Linked DNA regions of Mus musculus: regions 1 and 3 are each linked to region 2. The links are chromatin contacts, called in public Hi-C and HiChIP or PLAC-seq maps. All regions are on one chromosome and are shown on one strand. Each heading gives the region's core, a stretch centred on a gene start, on an enhancer-like site or on the middle of the called end of the contact. The rest is flanking DNA. Distances are from core to core; before and after follow the strand shown.

Evidence for each region. A called contact is a pair of places that touch in the nucleus more often than the background predicts. HiChIP or PLAC-seq counts read pairs in DNA pulled down with a chosen protein or histone mark.
Region 1: a contact with region 2 is called in a Hi-C map of the N1E-115 cell line, with 3 times the contacts expected there. The contact joins the enhancer-like site here to the promoter of Kif26a in region 2. A contact is called at or near these places in 11 of 39 promoter capture datasets (the 3T3-L1 cell line, 3T3-L1-derived adipocytes, cranial neural crest and 6 more), 12 of 484 Hi-C or Micro-C datasets (the N1E-115 cell line, cerebral cortex, embryonic fibroblasts and 6 more), 12 of 115 datasets of contacts at active chromatin or transcription factors (craniofacial prominence, double positive thymocytes, embryonic forebrain and 8 more) and 1 of 9 other capture datasets (embryonic stem cells).
Region 3: an H3K4me3 HiChIP or PLAC-seq map of embryonic forebrain shows a contact between it and region 2, with 3 times the contacts expected there. The contact joins the enhancer-like site here to the promoter of Kif26a in region 2. A contact is called at or near these places in 11 of 39 promoter capture datasets (the 3T3-L1 cell line, 3T3-L1-derived adipocytes, HPC-7-derived erythroid cells and 7 more), 1 of 15 datasets of contacts at CTCF or cohesin (the NIH/3T3 cell line), 9 of 484 Hi-C or Micro-C datasets (embryonic stem cells, epiblasts, granulosa cells and 4 more), 10 of 115 datasets of contacts at active chromatin or transcription factors (craniofacial prominence, embryonic forebrain, embryonic hindbrain and 6 more) and 2 of 9 other capture datasets (embryonic stem cells and pancreatic islet).

Annotation. Positions count from the first base shown.
Region 1 is chr12:112,222,206-112,225,045 of GRCm38.p6, forward strand. All of the region lies in intron 1 of Gm36894 (a long non-coding RNA gene), which reads left to right. Among named protein-coding and RNA genes, the nearest start is that of Gm36894, 5.0 kb to the left of the region's middle. Within about 2 kb of position 1,451, at least 9 of the 459 cell types and tissues checked have an H3K27ac peak or open chromatin away from gene starts, as enhancers often do. A contact at or near this core is called in the N1E-115 cell line, where this site is marked.
Region 2 is chr12:112,144,876-112,147,732 of GRCm38.p6, forward strand. Kif26a (kinesin family member 26A) reads left to right here and starts at 1,333. Exons shown (of 16, transcript NM_001097621.1): 1 at 1,333-1,531; 2 at 1,839-2,081. The coding sequence starts at 1,490.
Region 3 is chr12:112,240,434-112,243,209 of GRCm38.p6, forward strand. The region is part of intron 1 of Gm36894 (a long non-coding RNA gene); the gene reads left to right. Among named protein-coding and RNA genes, the nearest start is that of Gm36894, 23 kb to the left of the region's middle. Within about 2 kb of position 1,403, at least 29 of the 459 cell types and tissues checked have an H3K27ac peak or open chromatin away from gene starts, as enhancers often do. A contact at or near this core is called in embryonic forebrain and epiblasts, where this site is marked.

The DNA of each region.
Region 1 (2,840 bases), core at 201-2,700, 77 kb after region 2:
TCCCCAGTACAATAGCACACGTGGCTGCCCACCCCCTCGGAACACCAGCCTCTGAGAAGTTCATCGCTATCTGCAACCATTAAACGGTGTCTCTGGCAGTGAGGCAGCTCCGTCTGGTGACAGGGTCTGTCGGTAAATAAGGGTGTAGTGACAGGTTCTGGGGGCTTGGGATGAATATACAATGTCAGTTTCTCACCTCATCCTGGATAAATAGGAGGCAGGCGGGCAGGAGGGTCAATTTGCGGCTGCTTGGTGTCTCTGGTCTGGATTCCTAGTCCATAAATAACTCAGTGCTTTCAGGAGGCCCAGACATGCTGGCCACAACAGGAGCCTATGGAAGGGGCCACAGCTGACTGTGGAGCAGTCGTTGTTAAGCTTGACAGCCGTTTCTCTGATATACAGATGTTCCCTGGCTTGGGGATTCTTCCGAACATGGATTTATTTATTAGTCTACGGGAAAGAAGCCTGACGTTCTGTTGATTCAGCCCAAAGTGCTTGTTTTGGGGACAGAGACCTGAGCTTACTTCTCTGGATGTTGGTACCCAGATCTGACTCACTCACATAGATGGACAGCCCCCAAGACCTTCTTGGGACACAGGGAAACCCTACAAGGGACTCCACTTCATGCTCATTAACCTGGCTGGACTGGCCAGAGTGTACACAGGTGGCTTGATCTAGTCTCTCTACTTCTAACTATGGTAGGCTCAGCATGGTGGTGAGAACTGGGGTGCTCGTTACCCACTGGGATCTGTGTGTTCCCCAGGATGGGCAGGTAGGAGCCCAGAGAGGGAGCTGGCAAAAATCTTGGTGTTGGGTCCCCTTCTCTGGTTCCCCTTGCTGGTCCTGCAACATAGTGGGTCACTTCACGATCTTGTGCTAAATGCTCTTATCTGTATTTGTAACTGAGGCAGCTGCATTTTAGCAAGAGTCAGATTTCCCAAACATTTCTCTCCACAAAATATGGCTCAACTCTGATGCCCCCTGGGGGTGGGGGCAGAGTCTCTGGAGATGTGGCCCAGGACTCAGGGCACCTCCCAGGTCCTCCCCGACGCAGACTCCTTCATGCCTGCTTCCCAGCCTCCTATCGGGATGTGCAGCCCCCCCCCCCCCACCTGAGGGCACTCTTCCTTATCTTCCCCAAGCTCCTGCTCTGTAGACTGGGCAACACTGGAGCTGGCAGAGCGCACCTGCTTGGGAGTGTCAGCCTTTGGGCCACACAGCAGGCCATTCAAAGCTCCTTGTCTGACAGATGAGGGCCCCGGGTCCTTGAAGTTCTCATTCCTGTTCAGAGGCTCCTGTGTTCCCTGAACCACAGCGAAGTGCCAGGCTCTGGGGGGCACAAGGAGCTGAAACCAGTAGGACCTGGCATCAGCCACAGGTGGAGTTTAGTGTCTAGCCATCGGTGGGAGCAGGACACAGAGAGAGATTATAGGTGGGCTGAAGCACCCAGGGGTACCAGGAGCAGCTTGGCAGGCAGGCAGGGTGGGCATTGGGAGCATCCTAGCAGTTGGACCTCAGGGTACCAGGTAAAGAGAAGAGTTTCCCTTCTGCTTGTGAGGAGGCCGTTTGTGAGGCCCCAGCCAAGGGCCACGTACCAGGGTCGGGTATGGAAAGCCCTTGGGTAATGGCTACCAGGATGACACATAAATCCTTTGGGCAAGGGCAAGGCCAGTTGGTAACCTGTTTTCTTGGGCCAAGAGCCAGACAGCATCTTACCCTTGAAGCTCATGGTCTGCCGGCAGCCGAGCCCAGCCCTGATCACTTTACACAGAGACTCTCAAGAGACTGCAGCGAGCAGCTCCTCTGGGCTTGACAGGAAAGATAAAAATGATGAAATATTTGTTCTCTGACATGGAAAACCAGACTCCCGTGTTTGGGTAATTGGAAAAAGATCTTCCGGATTGCACCGGCATGCCGCAGGTCAAAGACCTGTTCTCCTGGCCGTGCCTTAATGTAGGCACAGCTCAACAGCCATGATCAGGCACTGTAGCTGCCTCTGCCTAGTGGCGTGATTATACAAGCTGGGGATGTCTGCTCTGTGTCTGCTGAGTTCTGTGCCCAGCTCTGGGTTGAGACGCAGGAGCCTCACCATCTTGCTTCATAATTGGAGCTTCTGAGGGGTTTACAGAGTATGCTGGTCCCATGCTCTGAGGGACTCTCTGTGAGCCTGGGACTACCCTAGCCGTTACCTACCTCCTGTGTCCCTAGCTCAGCATGCTGGAAACTTCAAGAGATGTTTGGTGGGATGAGTTGACCCAGAGGGGGCAGGTAAAGGGCCTGTAGCACTTTAGCAGCCCATGTAGATGCTTCTATATGAGGCCTGTCATACCAGTACATGCTGGTTAGCCATCTCTCAAAATCCCAAACTACATAATCAATTCGCAGCCTGGGCCACTCTCTGAAGTGTCCACACCTCCACCCAGTGAATTCTCTTAGGGTCATGGCTGTTCAATACTCACCCTGGGGGTACCCAGGACACAGCAGGCAGAACCTCAGATGGCTGAGTAGGGGTGGCAGGATGCCTGTGTGTAAGGGCTTGACAAAACAGCTGAACTCGGAATGCCACCAAAGTGGAATATCTAAGTCAGTCCCCACATAGCAAGGCCGGGCCACACCTACACACCTTCTATTCTGCCCGAGATGGCAAGCTGTGCCAACCATGGCTTTCACAGAGGTCATCTGAGGCCATCTGAGTACGTGGCTAGCCCCCCCCCCCCTTGGGCTCCCTAAAGTGAATGGGCCAGGGGATGGCAGTCTGCAGCCTGGGAGCCACGCAGACAGTTCTACACCATTGCCTGGGTCCTGCAGTGCCGCTCTGGGGTCCAGACCTTGTGGGTGGA
Region 2 (2,857 bases), core at 83-2,582:
GGGCGGGGTGACGCTGTTTGTAGTGCTTGCAGGGGTGGACTGAGGAGGGTGGTGCCTGAGGCTACCCGGATCCCATGGTGGGCCGTCGCCTGCCTGTCTTCCCTTCGCAAGGCTGAGAAGGGCCTGGAGGCTTGGGGGTTGCAGAAAGTGGGGAGCCCGTTCCCAGTTTATTCATGACTTCCTGTCGTGTTTACAGACTCTTTTAAGTCGTAGATGACCTGGAAAACCGGATCTTCATCCCACTCTTGGCCAATAGTGCGTAGGAGTGGAGGGCTAAGTAAGCAGGGTCCAGGTGGGGAAAGGAGAGGTCGTTTGACAGACCTTATACCGTGCGAAGGTCTGACTGCTCTGGGGATGTCCGACCAGGGTCTTTCCTTGAATCACCCTGGCTCAGCTGTCCTAAGTCTCAGCCTCAAGCGGAAAGCTCTGCGCTCAGAACGCGTGGTGTCCTGTCTCTGCGCCCTCGAAACCTGTGCTCACTACGGCCGGCAGGTGGCGCTTGTGTCACGGGGAGCCACGCCGCAGATCCCGCCTGGCTCCTATCTGGGGTTTCGGGTTGATCCAGAGCTTGGGCCGGAGTCCCCCGCGACCTCAGAAGGTGGTGACATTTGGGGTCTGACTTGGGCGAGAGCAACAACTGGTCGCTGGGGAAGGAGGGAGACCTCCGGGTCGGAGACAAACAGGCAATTAATTCCGGAGCTAACTCCCCATCTGCCAGGCCGGCAGACAACAGGTCCGGCACACCCCCAGGGCCAAGCCGCAGCGCTTCCTCCCACTTCGCAGGCGGCTCAGTGTGCAATCCATTTTAAGGCACAGGCGCGGCTGCAAGGACACTTCGAGACAGTTCGTAGCCCCTCACTGCACTTCTTGAAACACGACCCTCATCCATGAGAGACAGTTGGCGCCAAAGCATGGCCAGACACACTCAAGTGCTCTGGGTGTTCTGGGGAAGCCGTTGGCCCGGGTCCAGCCCCTTTCATTACCCCCCATCCCCCCACCCCCACCCGCTTTCGTGCTGTGCGATCTTGGGCAAAAGCTTCAGTTTTCCCGCTCGCAAAGTGATGAGAGTGTTGGGTGCCTCCCAGGAGGCGCACTCCATCCTCGCTCAGGAGAGACAGAGGCGCATGCGTGCGCGTAACTTGTGTCTCGGCAGCCCCCACCGCCCCTCCCGCATCAACACTCAACTAACAGGTTGGGGGTCCTAGCAGTAGGCGGGGCCGCAAGGAGGAGCGGGACCCCCGCCCACTTGGCTCTGCTCAGGATGGGGGCGGCGCTCTGGCGTCCCGCCCCCTTCCCTCCCCCTACAAGCTTTGGCCCGCCCCCGCCCAGCCTGTCCCGGAGCAAGCCGGTCGCGTCCACAGCGTGCTCTCCGCCACTCGCCTGCTCTGCCAACTTCAGAGCAGCAGGCCTGGCCATGGGGGTGCCCCTGGGCCGGATCACGTAGCCACTGTACCCCGAGAGCCAACGTATCCCTTCCTGCGACCGTGCCATGGTCGGCCGCGGCGCCTCCTTGTGTGCGGTGCAGCCCGCGGTACGCAAGGCCCTGCTAGGAGCGGGCGGCTGGGCTCGACGGGCACCGGGTTCAGAGCCCAGGACAACGATGATGCTAGCGGGGTGTACAGCGCCCTCTAGGGGTGGGGCGCGGAGCGGGACGGGGCCCCGAGCGTCGGGCTGGGGCTTCTTCTTCAGGGACTCCTGGCGTTGCATCCAGGGCCCTAACTTTTGTGCGAGCGTGGCTTTAGGGGCGTGAGCGACTGGGTCTGGAGTCGGCCGCGTGGAGTCCCGCAGTGGCGCCGCGCGAAGGTTTGGGCTTACTGTCCCATCTCCAACCCCCGCAGGTGGCTGAGTGCGGCCCGGCTCGAGAGACCCCGCCACTTGAGGTATCCCCGCGCAAGAGGCTGCCCGCCGGGCTCGATCAAGACCCATGCAGCAGCCGCCCTGCTCCGGAGGGCGCCGGGGCCAGCGCTGAGCAGAGCCACTCGGCCGGTGGGGGCGGGTGGTGCCGCCACTGCCACACGAAGCTCGTGGAGCTAAAACGACAGGCGTGGAAGTTGGTCAGCGGGCCCGGGACTCCTCTCCGGGTAAGTGACCCCTCTTCAGGCCATATCTCAAACAGGGAAGGGCTGGAACTTGGGAATCTTTGGGGCTGGGGCTTGGAGCGTGGCGAGTTCATCGTGCCCCCACCCCCACCCCGTGCCATAGTCTGCAAGAGTGTGTGTTGGTGCACCTCACCCTAGGAGGCCTGCTGCGTGTCATAGGGGGTTGGGTAAATTTCTTTCCTAGCCACAGATGTCCCACAGCTGGAATCAGTCTGTGTTTGGGAGGGGTAGAAAAGGGGAAGACGGGACCTCACTCCCAGGGCAGGGCTTGTCATGGTGAGGCACTTTGGGCATCTGGACATTGGCATGCCTGTATAGAGAGGGCATAAAAGGTGAGAGAGTGGGCCCCTTTCTGCACCCGGGGGCCGTGCATCATTGTCCCATACCTACTCAGTGTCTGTTATGGGCCTGTGCCCTGCCCTGGCTCTCTGCCTCTGGGGCCCAGGCCTTCCGTGTGGGTAATGACTCTTGAGCCTCGGGGTTTCCCAGGCTGCAGCATGGCAGGCAGGCGCTGGTGGGAGAGGAGTCTACTGGGCTTTCCGGCCAGTCTTGCCAGGCATGTAAAGAACTGGAGTATTGTTCCAGGGAACAATGGTCTCTGGAAGTGTGCAATGCAGGGGTGTGGGGGGTCTCCACAGGAAGCTGCTTCTAACCTTCAGCCTTGGTGAACAGTCCTTGGGAAGCGCCTGTAGTCCCCATCCTGTCCCAGTACCTCTAAGGAGTGCTGTGGTTAGGAGGAGACCCTGGGTTTCCTTTGG
Region 3 (2,776 bases), core at 153-2,652, 96 kb after region 2:
CCGAATTCATGACTAAACAGCTCTCCTGTCACCAGCAAAGGGGCAGACCAGACGGGGACCTTGTTTCCCAACAGCAAGTTAAATAGACATGAATAGACATGTTTTGCTAAAGCTACTTTCTCTCCTAAGCAAGGACAAATCACCCATGTGCTCAGCTTAGTCCTAGGGGTTTGTGTTCATAGGAGCTCCCCCTGGAGGGGCAAGAGACTGGAGGTGAGGCTTACTGGAGAGTTGGAGGCCAGCCTAGGCCAGCCTAATGCTCTGCTAACCATGGGGCCTGCTCCTCGGGGCTCCCACCCTAAGTGGGCAGCTTTAGGGGAGGGATGGAGAGCTGGAGGCCCCTGAAGTGAGACAAGCTCTTTGTCATACCTGTCTGGCATCTCATAGGACCCCAATGGAAGAACCGCTATCTGAACGTTCAAAGGATAAACTGAGGCTCAGAGATGGGAAGGGATCTCCCAGACCTGATGACCAGCAGGGCAGAGGTGGAGTTGGGTGTGGCTCACTTGACTTTCCATGGAGGAGACTGTGGTTATGGGTTTAGTGGGTAGAGCCTCCCAGCGGGATGGAAGGACCAGGAGAACAGGGTCTGTGGTAGCAGAAGGAGGTTAGACATGGTCAGAGCCTGTGGGGAGGCCAGGACCGTTAGAGTCTGCAGGCAGGCGGTGACCAAGGTTGATATTGGAGTAATCACTCTCTCCCTAAACCCTCCATAATTGGCATGGCGGTCTCCTGGGTCCTGTGTGGTCCCACAGTGGTGTAGGGTAGCCTTTAAGGGAGGATGGCTGAGGGTTCTGGAGGTAACTGTGTGGAAGAGGAGAGATTGTGGGGTCAGGCTGGAATTCTGTATGAGGGGGATGCGAGTGCTGTGGGGGAGGGGAGGGGGTGTGGACAGAGGGCTCCCTCTGGGGTCCTGAGGACTGGTCTAACCTTGGTCAGCCGGTGCACTCACCACCCACACACTTACAGTGCTCCCCAAGGCCTCTGGGCTAATCCTCTGATGGACTCAAGAGCCTGTGGTCCAGAGTACTCCAGACTTCATCGTCTGACCTGGGACCTGGCCAGAGAGAGGCTATCAGCAGTGTGACTGGACTGTCTGGGCGGGCCATGTCTCTCCAAGTCACTCTCAGAATTGACCTGGTATCCAGGCTCCTTAGTTAACCCTTTGTTCACTGCATTCCCAGCTGCCGCCCCCTCCCCTTACCCCCCTTGTGTCCCCTTGTGCCCCCCCCCCGCAGCCACCCCCTCCTTTCTTCTCAGTCTTTCTCCAATTAATGCTCCCCCCAACCCCAACACCTTAGAGTGGGCTCAATTATCGCCCTCACAGCAGGCCTGTCTCCCAGGCTGGTCCTGACCTCAATTTGCAGACAGCCCTTTGTCTGGCCTGTTGGCTGCCCCTAAGAAGCTGAGCCCAGTCAGGGAAGGGAGGGTGCCAGCGTGCCTCTGATTAGCTCTGGGTTGACTATAATGGTTCTGCTTGATGATGCAAATAGTGGGTACCCTGAAGACATAATTCCAGCTCTGGAAAAAAGTGTCCAAGCCAGAAGGTCCTTTGGGAGCCAGTCCTAGGCTCTGTGACTGCCCAGGGCTTTTTCTGCAGTTCCAGGAGTAGTGGTGTAGATGCTGCCCCTGCTGGACCGTGCTCAGATGCTCTGTCAGTGGCTGGCTCATACAGCTATTGTTCCTGGCTGGGCTGGGCTGGCCACCAGCTCCACCTGCCATTCCACAGCAACAGAGAGGCAGGTGGGTGGGAGCACAGTACATCTGATGTGGGACTGGTAAGGCTTAAGTCTCCCATACAAAACAAATCCCCAGCTCTGTGGCTCCTCCCACCTTGGGTTCAGGAGGGGCTTGGTGCAAACCTGCTTAAGGTGGTGTTCAGAGTCACCCACCTGCACACACCCCAGCTCTGCCCCTACCAGTGGTTGTAAATTGGGAAAAGATGTCTTCTGCAGAGAGTGTAGCCCAACGGGAGTGCTTGCCTTGCATGCAACAGACTCTGGCTCGCACTGCAGCACTGTAGTGAGAGAGAATATCTCTGAGCCCAGTGTTTCTGTCCTGAAAATGTCTCGGGTGAGCCGTTGGACAGAATGTCTTCAGAACCCCAGGCTATGTCTCCTGGGCCACTTCTCAGCCACCAGCCCCAGCTGCCTCTGCAGGTTTTTGCCAATTCAGGCCAGCTCCTCAGCTGTGGGCTCTCCTGCTCCACCCCAGAGGCCCCTTCACATTTGACACTGTGACCTCTGGATGCAGCAGGTGACCTGGCCTCTGGGGTCCCAAGCTCTTGGCATTCAATGTGACATTGGAGTGGAAGGCCCCCCTCACAGGACACAGACAGTGCTGAAGAGCAGCTACTCCAGCCCTGCTGTGTCCTAGAGTCTGGGCTGTCACCTGGGATGCAGGGCCCCCTCGGGCCAGTGTTTTAAGGGAGGCTGAGATCTGACAGCCTTGTAGAAAGCTGCCTGAGAGTTCCTTGTGTTTTTTGTTTGTTTGTTTGTTTTTTTGTTTTTTGTTTTTCCCCCGAGACAGGGTTTCTCTGTGTAGCCCTGGCTGTCCTGGAACTCACTTTGTAGACCAGGCTGGCCTTGAACTCAGAAATCCGCCTGCCTCTGCCTCCCTGCTACTGGGATTAAAGGCGTGCGCCACCACGCTGGGTGCTAGGTCACCATGGGAAAAACACTTGAGGACGGACAGTGAGGACGATGGAGTGTAGGGATGAGGGAGGCAGCAAAGGATGTGGTGACAGAGACTCCTCTAACAACGTAAGAGCCATCTT